Linked DNA regions of Mus musculus: region 1 is linked to region 2. A link is a contact called in public promoter capture Hi-C data. All regions are on one chromosome and are shown on one strand. Each heading gives the region's core, a stretch centred on a gene start, on an enhancer-like site or on the middle of the called end of the contact. The rest is flanking DNA. Distances are from core to core; before and after follow the strand shown.

Region 1 (7,502 bases), core at 4,589-7,088, 1.2 Mb after region 2:
CCAGCCCACACCACCACCCACACCACCACCACCACCACCTGGCCCCCACCATTAGTTTGAGCTGAGGCATGCTACTGTGTTCTTTGCTGACATTAACAGCTAAAGCTTACTAGGTTAAAGAGTCATGAAAGCAACCCTTAGCAGCATTCAACACCACGAAAAACCAACGCTAACAAAACAGCAGTGACAGACACTACTAAACTCTTGCTGAACCTGCTTAGAATACATACACCGACAGTTACAGACACCGTTTAAGTCTTAATTGAGTCTGCGTTGGCTTTTATTTCCATCCATATACCCACCACAGGAAGACTTGGAAATACAGGACTAAATCATAAGACGTCAGAAAAGCCTGACTCTTGGTCCTAAAAGAAACAAACACATAACTAAGACAAAGATATTTTCTGCCAGCCACTCATTCCATACATTTATTCAGTAGCCTATCAAGTTACTGATCTCACCAGGATACCAGAGAGCAATGACTACCCCTACTGACTGTTCCTTTTATCATCCTTAAACACGCGTTATGCAGTAACTCATGTTAAATCCACACCATCTGTGTGGGTACTGAACTTAAAGACACTGAAGAACTACTGTCAAAACACTGGAGAACAATGATCAGTGGAAACCCCACGGGCTCTGCACTTGTCGTTCCCCCTACTGGAAACACTTCCCTCTGGTTGGCTCTATGATGTCCACATCTCAGTGCAAACGCCAACTGAGAGAATTCTGTCCTAAACACACTATTTAAGGAATCAATCCTCTCTTGCTCCCCACCACTCTGTTCTGGCCCACTATGTGAATTCACTCTCCTCTCTTCCCATGCTTACTTATTCCCTTCTTTACTGACTCCTCCATGAGACACGCACGGGATAGGCACCCAGTGACCAGACAGAGCTTGATGAGCAGTAGATGTGCAATAAATAGCAGTTCAACAGAAGAAGAACTATCACAAAGCCCAGCACAGGGGCACACACACCCACATTCCCAGCTCTCAGGAGGCTAAAGCAGGAATGCCACAAGTTTGAGGCCAGCTTGGTCACTATAGTGCTTCACAATGAGATCTGTCTCAAAAAAAAAAAAAAAAAAAGGAAATATGATTATTTCTTATTCTATTTCTTTAGTTACATGGCAGCACTACTGTCAGCAAAACTGGAACCAGATGGATGCTTTGTTTTCACTCAAAGATTTCAGCAAGTGTTCAAGACACAAGAATAACTTCGTGTTCCTTTACTCGTCTTGATTGAAAGCTACCATGCACAACTTCTCTCCATGGAAGTCGATCTTATTCTGCTTCTGTGCCCATGGCCCCTCTAAGAGACTGGCCTACCTTACACTTTTGAATGGTATTTTAAGTAGTTTAGGCTACTTAAACATTTTGTTTGTCTCTACATAAAATTAAGCACACACAGAAAGAAGAAAATCAAAAGCTGGCTGTGTAGCACAGGCTTGTAATCCCAGCGCTAGGAAGGTGGAGGCAGGAAGATTGGTAGTCTGAGGTAAAAGGAGTTTGAAGACAGCCTACACATTAGACTCTTGTATTTAAAAAAAAAAAAAAAAACAAGCAAGCCAACAACATAAACAGACTACTCTGTCCTCACTCAAATCTCAAAAGGAACACCCTCTTAGCTCAGAGGGCTAAAATATACCTACATATAACAAACTGAATTATAGGACGAATCTCCTACAGCTTACACTTCAAAGAAAGTCCCACAAAGCTACCAGGGAGGAAATTTATTCCTTACAACAAATCAGCAGCATGACTCCTATGTCTATATTAAACTATGGTCACTCTGCCTTTTAGGTGTCCCTTTGTCTTAGTCAACACTGAGAAACAGAGTTGATGTATAAAACCATGAAGACTGACAGAGGGTTCTTTCCTCTTAAGAGGGAGTAAGTGTGGGACAATTCAACCTTTAGGCCTTCCACATCAAAAGCACAATAAGGTAAACCACGCCCGTGTCTGCTGGCAACAGGCACAGAAGGCTGAAGAATGTGCCTCATCTATAGTTGTGAAAGCCAAGCTGTCATGTGAGCCTGTCAGGAGATACCCAAAATACCAAATTTCATAGAAAAATGGAAAGTCACAGAAGGTGCCATCCCCAATACATAAAGGAAACTTGGTCAGTAAAGCCAGAGAAAAGCCTTTTCTAGGCAGCCACCAAATCGGGTGACAGAACGTCACCTCTATAACAACAGTAGACAACGTTCTGTCATGGCTAAAGGGACATCCAGTGAAGCAGTCAAAGGAAACCAGAGTTGAGAGTATCAGGGGTTTCCAGAAAAAGATCTGATTTGACAGAGATGTTTAATTACCCAAGCTGTATCTTACCCACCTGCATCTTTGCTGATCTTATTCCAACTCAAAACACAGAAATCTATGTTCATTTTTCCCTCAACCTGAGAATTTTTTATTAACACGACTGGTCTAAAACACTGTGTCACTTATTGTCCACTTCCTCCTTAAGGATACTCCAGAATAAACTCTCCCCCAATCCAGTCAGCGCACACAGCCACTGGCTCAACAGTCACTGTTTTAAGTGCTAGTTTAAAAGAGTCTTTTAAACTTAGATCTCAGAGACCAGAAGAGATAGACTATAGTCCCACAACACCAGAGAGAGAGAGAGAAGGAGAGTCAGAGGGAGAGAGAAAACTATTCCTTCTCACTGCAAAGTCTCCACCTTCAACCATTTCTGACCCTCAGATCAACCCAGTCCACAGTAAGATGAATGCTCCACTCAAAAGCACATCTTTGCTTATTCGGTGTTCCAATTTCTTCACCCTTCCAAATGGCAAAAGAAAGCAGCACCCGCTTTCTAACTTATCAACCTGCTTCTTGCTCTCTTTCCTGGAAACAAGCTCCACCCTCCTGTGCAGATTTCTCACAAAGCAGCTCCTAAATACCACTGGAAATGACTACTCTCCAGGAAAATACAACTTTGCTTAGTGGAAGAGCTTCAGGGAGCAGTCTGCCATTGGTCAATTCTTCATTCCAGACAAGGCTCCTAAGCCTGGCACAAATCTGCTGCGGGAACTCACCCACCCAACCCCTGCAATGTGGTCAGGTCATGTGGCAGTCCATGCCTGCTACAGACTGCTCAAATCACTGACTCTTAAAGACCATACAACAAAACACCCCTAAGCACATAGCAACCATAAGCACCAAATGAAGTCACACAACCACGACAGCAGCAACCAACAAGTCATGGAACAGCATCTAATCTTTTCTCAACCCAATTACAGTCAGCTTCACTTGTAATTTGTGGTCTTGCATCACTGGCCCCACCCTTTATGCCAGAAAGTCATACCCCGGAGTCATAGACTCGGAGGCCTCACAGCATGGTTTACACTGGTGTGTGTGGTGGCAGGCAGCCCTGGGTTCAAGTTTCAGCTCTACTTCTTCTTACTAATAAAAAGGTACCTGTCTGGGTAAGTTAGCCTATCAAAACCTCAGCTTAGACATCACTTTCTAGATGAGATAATATATAGAGAGAACCCACTTGAAAATGTGACAGTGACCGCTGATAATACAGTCTCCTCAGGGGATTGTTATCCGTGAAAAGGAAGTCACCTCAGAGAACCCAGATACCCTGGAGGCTTCCTATAGCCTCTTTCCTACAAAAGAGACCTTTAAGAAAAAGTCAAGCCCTAGCAAGAAAACTAAAAAAAAAAAAAAAAATTACTGCAGGCCAGTAACACCACACCAGACAGCTAAGTGACACTCTGTTCCTATAATGAAGAGAAGACTGGTACCAATGAAAAGGGCAAGGAAAGAGGAAGCAGTTCAGGAAAATCCTTTCAAGAGTCAAAATTTCAGAGAGAAAACACGGACCCTGGAAACTCCCTACTCATTGAATCTAATGAATTCTGACTGTCTAGATATAAATAGAAAGGCAAAAGGGCAATATTGAATATCTCAAGAACCTCACACACAAGCGGCAGAATATTCATGTTCAAGAGTGTGCATGTGGAGCAGGGGAGATGGCTCAGCATTAAGAGTACAGACTGTTCTTCCAGAGGTCCTGAGTTCAAATCCCAGCAACCACAGGGTGGCTCACAACCATCTGTAATGGGATCCAATGCCCTCTTCTGGTGTGTGTGAAAAGAGTGACAGTGTGATCACATTAAATAATTAAAAAGGGTGTCCATGTGTGCACACATATGTGGGTGCCTGATAGGGAACCTGTGCCTGAACACCCATGCAGAGGGCCAAAGATGCTGGAGCACAGGAAAGCATCCATATCAGTGCCTTCCTCTACTGCTCTTCACCCACTTGAGAAAAGGTCTCTCTCTCTCAATGCACCCGAAGCCTGATATTTTTAGCTAGGCTGGTGGAACAGCAAAAGCCCAGGGTCCACCAGCGCCACGTGCAGCACAAAGGTTCCAGGCAGTGGAACAGCCACGTCCAGCTTTAATGTGTGCCGTGAAGATGCGAACCGGGGTCCTCAGGACTGAGCAGCAAGCACCTGTATCCACTGAGCCATCTCCCCGGATCCCCCTGCAGAGTATATTAATCCTGAGAAAGACAACAGGGACAGCAAAAACAAAAAAAGTTTCAAAAACTGGCTCTCTGGGGAAACTGTCTTCCACTCTGGAGAGAAAAGTCGTTGGAGTTACAATATGAAAAGCAATCGAAAAGATCACAGCCATCTTAAACAGAAAAATCTGTTAACAAACGAGAAATGTCAGACCTCAAGATGTGGGAGGAAAAAAAGGAGAAACAATATAAGAAATAGAACAGAACTTATGCTACAAAATTAGTGTGGAAGTGGAGGTGATGGAATTCAAAATTCCGAATAAAGAAAGCAAAGGTAAGTGAGCAGGATCTATAATAAGAACCCTACACAGGGAATCAGAACACCTGGACTCTTATTATTGGCTCCACTCCAAACCGCCATGTGCCCTTAAGGCAAGTTAGTTACTCTCTTTAAAAACAGGCTCCTTGTCCTTAAGAAGTGAAGAAATGCTACTTAGTATAAGATCCCTGCCAGGCTAAATTTTTAATTTAAAAATACACGAAAATCAGGAGCTTCCAGGCCTAGAAACTAGACATTGAGATAAAAGGGGGAAAGAGTTGAGAAAACTTTGGGTGAATAAGTGAGTCAGTGGACAGAGACAAGCTTCGTGACAGCCAAGCACTCCCGGGGTTCCAGGAAAAGATGTCCGGATCTAGAGAAACTGCGAACTAATCGGCATATGTCAAAATGGACAGAAAGAGGGGGATGGGAGTAACTATCCGTGAACTATCTCCGTTAATGAACCGGTAATAGACCTGCTTCTGGTAAACAGGTAGGGGCTCCGAAAGCCGCGACCCACGAAAATCACAGCGAGCGAATCATGGACAGGTTGCCCGGGAGGCAAAAGTCAAGATAAGTTCGTTCTCGGGTTCTGCCTGGTGAAGATTCGGAGAGTAGGTGGAGAGTGAGGAAGGGGCAGAGGAAAAGCAAACTGAGACCATGCAGGCTGACGGGAGAGAAGGAAGTCAATGCCTGGCTCCTGCTCCAAAGCAGCAGAGGGGTCCGGGTCCAGGGTCCCGCTCTCACCATCTTGACGATGCCCCGCTGCACGGTGGGGACCGCGGGTCCCCCGGAGGAGCCGCTGCTCTGCGCGGAGGAGGCCATGTGTGGAGCTGGAAAGGCAGCGAGTGGGGCGGCCGGCCGGACTGGAAGTGTCAGGGTGGGTGTCGGCGCTTGCAGCGACAAGGAGCAGGCAGGCGACAGGCTACCGTCGGTGGGCTGGACAGAAGCGCCAGGCGCACACTAGAACACCAGCGGGACTGGGAGCAAAAGAGGAGACGCGATCTCCGCCGCCGCCACACGTTCTACTCGCCGCGCAAGCGTGCCAGAGCGCCACCGCCCTCTAGCCAATTAGCGTCCAGAACCCGCTGGAACTCAAGCCAATAGGCACTCTCTTTATGAAGCTCCGCCCTTTGGTCCCAAAACGGGTGCGGAGCTCCAGGAAGCGCTGAAAGAGCTGATTTGCGGTGACGGGATGGTTTTGAGGCGGGACTTCCGGGGAAGTCTTGAGAAGGTGGTGTCGGGAGGTGTAGTGGGAAGGAAAGGACACGTCAGCATCTGGCAGTGGTGCGCGGGGAGCCATGGGAGCCCCGAAGGCGGGGCGGGCCTCGCCCTCCAGCGGAGGTTCTGCTCCTGCCCCGCCCCTCAAGCGGCAAAGCGCCCACGTGTACGGAGCTGGACACCGGAACTGGACGACAAGGGCCTGGGGCCGTCCCAAAGGAACCTTACTGCTCTCAGAGTTCTGACGTTTCACCTCCGCAAAGCAGAGGAAACTTTTGAAAGTCGCCGCCATTGGGTAACCTGCTGATGTTAGTCTTGACCCGGAATGTGGCCGCGAATCTCCCGGTGGTCCGGAGTATCACTGGGGTTTAGTGCTTGTGAGTTCCGCTCATGTTTGTTGATGGAAGCAATAAGCATCTCTTAGAGGATGACTCGTCCTGCACACTGAGAATAGCCTCGTTTTTCGGCTCCTTCCCTCCTGCTCCAACTGAGGTTAGGAAAAACCTTGGGATTTGCCATCCCAGGGCTGAGCGGGAGACAGTCCTAACTCACTGCTAATCTCAGCTCGAGGTGGATCAGGAAAGCCATATTCAAGTGGATATTCAGGGAGAATTTATGGTCTTGGAGTGCCCCGTTTTAGAGCACAGGTTCTTGTATGTATTATTTAATAATAAAACCTGGACCTACGCTAAAGACACTACTTCCACTATAGCCTGTTTTAAGAAGTTTGAGTAGTCACGCATGTCTCAAATCAGGGTCAAGTTTTGGGGTCAGCATCTTCCTATAGCTCCAAAGCCAAGTCTGTACCACGAATTCACCCTATTCAAAAGAGAAAACGGATCTTTATAGATAGATACACACACACACACACACATATATAAAACAATTTTGAGGGGTTGCCCAGTACACTGGTAGCTCAGCTCTAAGACCTCATCTTTAGTGAATTTGACCTTTGCAACAGTGTAGCCACTCTCTCCAGGATAGTTGAAGCAGTTGAAACTAATTCCAAACATCTCATTTTCTGATCATAGTTACTGTCCTTTCCCCCCTACTCAGCCAGTTAATTCTCTTTTGCTTGTACTAATTTTCTATTTCTACACAACCATTGATCCTACTAGTCAGTCCTAACAACCAAATTACGTGGAGCATGAACATGCACAGTATACACTGCCTGTTAAATACTTTTTCCCTGAAGAATATGTTAGTCCTTAAGACAAGCCTACAAAGTCCATATGATCTGTTTCTTCAAAGGAGAGCATTGATGTTTTGTTTTCTGTCTGTTTATTTTTAAGTGAATAGGAATCTCAAAGGGCTCCAACAGGTAAAGTTGATTGCATTGCAAGGTAGATAACCCGAGTTCAGTCCCTGGGACCCACATGGTGGAGGAAGAAAACCAAGTCCTGCAAGCTATCCTCTGACCTCTCAGGCAAACTGTGACATGTGATGCTTGCATACACACACAGATATATATAACATATACATAAA
Region 2 (6,820 bases), core at 4,096-6,595:
ATGTAGAAGCGCAGGCCTGACTGAACTCACTGTGGAGTCTGTTATGGCAGAAGGAGCCTCTGCTTCTTCAGCTTCCAGAACGCTGGAGTTACAGGGATTCACTAGTGCGGCATTTCTGTTGTTTTTGTAAAACTATCTGGAGACAGGCATGGTAGCCACCATGTTTATAACATCAGCATTCAGGAGGCTGAGGCAAGGAGATCTCTGTAAGTTTGAGGCCTGTCCCAATCAAAAAGACGGGCTGGAGAGATGGCTCAGTAGGCAAAACTTGTAGTAAGCATGAAGACCTGAGTTCAAATCCCCAGAGCCCGTGTGAAAGCTGGACTTAGTAGCACATGTCTAGAATCCCAGTACTCCTATTGTGAGATGGGAAGCAGGGATAAGAGAACCCTAGATGCTCTGAGGCCAGCCACACTAGCACAGGCACCATCGAATAAGAGACCCTGTCTCAAACAAGGTAGAAGATGAACACACAGGTGAGCGTGCGCACACACATGCACACAAAGAGAGGGAGCTGGGGAGAGGAAAAAAAAAAAAATCCATGACAGCCAGGACTGCATAGAGAAATCCTGTCTCCAAAAAAGAAAAAAGAAAGAAGAGGAGAAAGGAAGAAAGAGAGAGAAGAGGAGAGGAGAGGAGAGGAGAGGAGAGGAGAGGAGAGGAGAGGAGAGGAGAGGAGAGGAGAGGAGAGGAGAGGAGAGGCTACACTCAGTGGTGTAAGTGTTCTGAAACTTCAGCACTCAGGAGTTAGAAGTAAGAGTATCAGAAATTCAAGACCAGACTTGGCTACATAATGAGTTTGAGCCCAGCCTGTCTCAAAAGACAAATCAAAACAAAAACAAACAAAAAACAAAACCAAGACTCTGATTGTTTCATTTACTGAAGCCTGTGTAGCCTGTGGGTGGAGGAGTGCAGGGGGAAGAGGAGGTGGGTGACACAGCCTTCAGGAGAGCACAGATCAGGAGAGATGGAAGGACTTTGCAGGACTTTGTCAGGTCTGGTCACTCCCGCCTGGCTTCTGAGCAGTTACAGGAGAGTGCTCCAGGTGTTCTGGGATGAGTCTCAGTGCTGGAGGACATCCATAAATGGGTCAGGATGGGGACTGCAATGACTGCTGCTTCTTCATCCAAACTAGGACATTTATTGCAAAGGTGTTTTCAAAGGGCGTGCATCATCATATGACGAGGAGTCCAAAGTTAACAGATCTCCTACGGCTTCTCTAGGCCGTGTAATGGCCATGCTGCCCCATAGTAAAGTACAAAATGGCATTTTGTAACACAGTAGTATTAGGTCAACACTCTCAGCACAACTATGATTCTATTGAGTGTGGTCTGAAGTGTAAAAGACACTCCTCACCAGTGGCTGAGACTGGCCTAGGGAAGGCCCAGATGGGATCCACATGTGTCACAGACAACAGGAGAAAGGCGATGTGGAGGGTGGCAATCACATGAGGCACTGGGGAGCTACTCAAGAGGACAGCTGTCATTCATTTTTCTGACCTGGCTGGAGGATGAAAGGTGTCAGGTAGAGGAAGACACAGTTGGGTACCTCACCACTATGAGTGCTCAGGCAGGCAAGGCTGGGCTGTGTTCTCACAGAGTAAGTCTATGAGGGAGAAGAGTGAGAAAAGACATGGGCTTCCCCCAAGAAGCTTTGCTCTCTCAGGCAACAAACATCCATTCAGCATTCACTCCTGCCTCTGGTAGTAAGAATCCAGAGTCAAATTAGGCAGTCTCCACAGTCAGGAGGCCGGGGTCTAGGTGCATGTGACTGCAGTACAGGGAATGAAAGCACCCCACCTGCTGCTCAGAGTGGATAAAGGACCAGCAAGAGAGAAGCAGGGTAGCACTGATAATACTCCCGCCAACATGTGCCCCCGCCTAGGACACTGTTTCCCATATCAGTGTGTTCACACAGTACAGAGGTGACCAAGAGAGGGAGGGAGGGAGGGAGGGAGGGAGGGAAGGAGGCAGTTACTTCTAAAGAGTTTAAATACAACTTCTAGGATCTTGGAGCAGTTACTTTCAGACTATGGAAACTCAATGACCAGTGGCCCAGCAACCTGATTCTGGGGAGAAAACCAGAGCTTCCATGCCAAAGAGGAAATGAGATTTGAAACATGAACAGGAAGGATTGGTTCTGATTCCAAGGGAGGCACCAGCTTCTGAAGCAGATCCCAGACACCTGGGGGGTCAGGGCCCCTGCTGCCATCCCCAAGTGTGAGCCCAGAAGATGCTGGCTACCTTCCTAACATGTTTCAGGCACAGATACAAAGTCTACCCCTACATAGCTCCCCAGGAGCAGGCCAGACATGCACTCTGCCTGCAAAGTGGTCCAACTGTCCCAGCCATGGGTGCTTTCCAAGCAGAAAGGGGAAATTTATTTGATTAGGACACTGGAAGCCTACAAGGGACATCACATGGTCACCAGTCCCTAAAGTGGATGGGAACAGAGAGGAGCTCTGAGCTGGAGAAGTGGCCCTGTATTGATAGCTGCACGTGTGTAGAATAAAACTGGAGCTCTGGGCTTAGGAGAGAAGTGACAAGCAGTATTGCCTAAACAGTACCATCTTTTCACCATCCCTTAGGGAGGCCAGCGTCCCAGGGACCAAGACAGAGAGACTCATGCTTAGATCCTTTAGGTCTTAGAGAGAGAAAACAGTTCCCAAAGTGATTTATTCATCTATAAATAGTTCACAGAAATAGACAAATTCCTCCTTTAGAGGAAAAAGATTAAGGACAGAGAGTCGGATATGTTGGCTTGGCGTCACACAGTAAGTGGGTGCCAGAAAGAAACTGGGCCTCTTGTCCTTCCAGACACTATTTCTAGACCCACCAACATTTTTGCATCTGTAGTAGGTTCAAAATGGGGGTTCTGCTCTAATTTGGGGGTAGTACCAACATGTCTAGCTTCTGATTTCAAACAAAGCATTTTTTATTTTATCTTATTTTAGGTTTTAGGCGGGACCATGCTTATCCAAGTGCTTTCCAAGCAGGTGAGAGAGCATTTTGTCACCCATGTGTGCAGATGCCAAAAGGCCTTCATGAGGCGTTTGTGGTTACATCTTTAAGATGTTTTATTATTATTATTTTATTTATATAGTTTACATTCTTCACCAAGGTAAATGGGCCTATGAGCTTGGCTCTCTTCCAGACTGTGAACCTCCCAAAGTTATTTGTTTGATAAAAGGGCATAGGGTGGAAGCAAACAATCCAAGAAAGCGATTGTGAGATCGTGAACACGAGTGACAGAGGCACTGGCTGCCGGCATTGAGGAGGGCAGGTAAGAGTGAGGCTCCAAAGGAGCAAGGCCTCGGCCGGGAAGCCCATGTGAGGCCCCACTGAAGGTGGTTTCACTAGTGCCTGCCCCTTTGTGGTGAGTTCCCCTTAGTACATTCCCTCAGCCCTGCAGGGTGGTGGAGAGGGCTTTTGCTGTTTTCAAATCTCCCAGGGAAGCAGAAGTAAGGCCAAGAGAACTTGGGTTGACTGGTTACCCCAGCCACAGTAGCAGCCATCCAAGTCCCGGGCTTTCCCTACACACATGCTGGCTCAATTGAAAATCACCAGCCCAAGCCTGCTAACCAGCTGGTGCCACGGGTGAAAATCCTGACTGTTGTTGCGATTTAACTTTCTCCTGTATAAAACCGTGGAAGTTCAGCAACTGCTGGATTTTCTAGTTCCAAAACCGAGACTGTGACAGAAGCCCAAAACTTCAATCTTCCCAAGAGTACAATGGCTGAGAGTGAGCGTCATCACCACCCTCTGGGATGTCTCTCATTTGTCCCAATAGGCTGGCACTTATGTACCCTGTGCCTGTGCTTCACACCAGGGCCCCTGTGAAACCTTTCCAGCAGTGGCCTTGGATCTGCCTTTTCCCAGGAGGCCGTTCAGGCCCACTATTATTCCCTCTGGCAAATCTGAACTATTGGTCTCAGGCTGAAAGAGGCAAAGATGATAGGCTTCTGGGCTGCAGCTTTGGTGCAGTAGAAGCTGGCAGAAGAATGGAGAGATGGGGAAGGACTTCCCCTTGTTATCAAATCCAGAGGGGCCCACGCACTCTCTGGCTATGAAACAGGACTCAGCTAGCATTCTCTAATGGGCTCCCCCTCCCCCTGAATTCTCAGCCCTCTCCTGCCATCCCCCAATACACTGCATTAGATTTTTGCTGGGAGGAAGGGCAGGCCTGTGGACTTGAACATATTTACCCAGATCAGTCAAATCAATAAGGATGGTAGAGAGGGGACGGAAATCCAGGTGTCAGGAGCTCGGGGTTAATATTGTTTACACTTTTCCACCCCAAACAAAAGATTCTGAAAGGAGCCATAGCTTCCAGCCCAACAACAACAACAACAACAACAACAAAATCCTATTTGAATCATCTGAAGCCTGTCAGCTCCAAGTAGAGAAGCTGGTCTTGAAGAAGGTAGGGCAAAGTTTAGGGCCATGCTGGGGTACACATCGGACCTGGAGACCATTCTTAACCCTTTTCAGCCCTGACAGGAGCAGACACCCGAGGCCTGCAAAAGGGACAGATATAGTCCCTTGACACAAGCCCCTGAGGAACTGGGGCGAAGGAAGGCTTGGGGTTTCTCTTCCTTCTCTCTCCCTCCACCCCCGCCCCGCGCCCCGTATGGCCAGTCGGGCCTTCCAGCCCCCAGGCCTGAAAGTCCCTAACCATGAAATATGCCCATGGGGCTGTCCAGCCAGCTCTTTCTTTCCCCAAACCCTTTTTATTTCATGGCCTGACACAGATCCTCATCCCTGCTAAAGCTTCATCCCTGGCAGCAAGGATGATTGCCCACCTCTTAACGTCCCCTTTTGACACGGCGCCACTGTGGTTTTCCTCCCCCGGAGAAATGCCCCCAAGTGTCACCAGCTCAGAAAACTACGAAGCACCACTCGACACGCTCCTGGGCACCGGGCAGCCCAGGCCAAACCTCCCAGCCTCAGGCAGCCCCCTCGGCGCTCCAGAGATGCCCGAGAGTCCGGGTGCCCCCTGACCCCCCGAATCTCACCCAGAAGAGCATGTTGAAGAAGAAGAGCAGGTATTTCACCAGCGGGCTGACGAAGGAGAACTCGTCCCCGTAGGCAGCCGGCACGCCAGGTCTCCGCGCCATGGTCCGCCGCTGCCCCCGGGGGGCCTATCTCCCAGCGGCCACCGGCCCACCTGTGCGCCCTGCAGCCCGGGGCGGGAGCCGCGGGGCCACGGGGACCCGAACGCCGGGGCAGCCGCGCCGCGCCGGGAGCCGCCCGAACCGTGCGTCGGGGAGCCGCGCGGCCAGGGAACGGCGCCGCCGCTGAAGCCGCGGCGGGCAGCGTGAGCAGCGGAGACTCCACCGCGGCCGCAGACCAGCTTGGCCCGCCCGGCTCTCAGGAAACCGGGCCCGCCCCCCGGACGGCCATTGGTGAGGCTGCCCGAGGCTGACTTCTCATTGGTCGGCGGCCCATGTCACTAAGCAGCCAGCCATCCCTCTCCTCCGAGAGGCGGGGGAGACACCTGTTCTGTGAGGGACAACTTGCTAAAGGGTCAGTGGTTCTGCTTCTGCCCGCCTAGACGGAAAGCCTGCAGGCTGCAGCTGCTTAAGGGAAAAAGAATGAGGAAAAGGAATGTTTCCTGCATCCCACACCCACGTCCTCTGCCCAGTTGCTGTGCACGCACGCAAACACACGTACGTTAAAATCAACAAGTACGCACTTTGTGTGTTGAGCAATTCGTTAAACGCTGTGGGAATAGAAAAGAAGGTTGATCCTCAGGGATCAAGACAATAAAATCAGAGTGACAAATGACAGGTACTAACAACCAGAAAGAGAAGAATAAATACCCCTGCTTAGCAATCAAATACTTTAAATGCTCGTTTTAAAAGCCTCATAACCTAACAGTGGAATTCTCAAACCATCCTTTTCTCTCATTACCGTCCAACCTCTCTATCCAAACCCTCTCAGAACGTTTGTTTACGTGGAGACACCGGTTTTTTGTTTTTAATTTTGTTTTGTTTTGTGTTTGGCATGTTAATAGGATATGCACAGATTGACTCCCAAGTACAATGTGGTGTACATTGTACTAGCTACACAAGTACGATTTTAACCTGGGGAGGAGTCTGATTTTGCCATCAATAGCGTGATTCCCCAAGCTACACTTTTTGTAACGTTGAGTGGGAAAACTGCAGCGTAAGGCATTGATCAAATAAGAATCTGTTAGTGCATGCAAATGACTTACACGGAGATGGCTGATAAGGGGGCTCACTAAAATGTGGTACTTTCACTCCTTTAAAAGATTCTTTTAAAATGTGTGTGTGTGTGAGTGTGTGTGTGTGTGTGTGTGTGTGTGTGTGTACCACTGTGCACACAGGTGCTGATGGAAGCCAGAAAAGGATGTCAGATCCCCAGGAACTGGAGTTACCGGGATTTGTGAGCTCCTTAAGTCAGTGCTGGGAACTGAACTTTGGTCCTCTGTAAGAGCAACAAGTGCTCTTAATAACTGAGCCATATCTCTAGCCCTGGTATTTTGTTTCAATAGGATTCAAAATCCAGTGTGGAAATACAATAACTGCATGAATAACTATTATGTAATTGGAAGAAGTTGAGCACCAGAAGGTGTCATGGCGGGAGAAACGAGGAGGATGAGATTTTAGAGACAGTGGGGACGTGAAATCCAGGTGGACACAAAAAGGTGTGTCGAAGCTTGGACAGATAAAAGCAAACCGCGTGTTGTGTGGAAACTAAGCCTATCACTTTTCCCGGCTTGGTGCAGCGGTGCCTGAGAATGCAGTATGTGTTCAACTGAATGGAGGCTGTAGAAGGACTTGAGATCAGATTACTGA

The links. Promoter capture Hi-C pulls out the DNA fragments that hold promoters and counts their contacts.
Region 1: a promoter capture Hi-C map of erythroid cells shows a contact between it and region 2, with 3 times the contacts expected there. The contact joins the promoter of Snd1 here to the promoter of Tspan33 in region 2. A contact is called at or near these places in 2 of 39 promoter capture datasets (erythroid cells and pre-B cells).

The regions. Positions count from the first base shown.
Region 1 is chr6:28,478,684-28,486,185 of GRCm38.p6, reverse strand. It overlaps Snd1 (staphylococcal nuclease and tudor domain containing 1), which reads right to left and starts at 5,838. Exons shown (of 24, transcript NM_019776.2): 1 at 5,544-5,838. The coding sequence starts at 5,621.
Region 2 is chr6:29,692,739-29,699,558 of GRCm38.p6, reverse strand. It overlaps Tspan33 (tetraspanin 33), which reads right to left and starts at 5,345. Exons shown (of 8, transcript NM_146173.3): 1 at 5,015-5,345. The coding sequence starts at 5,116.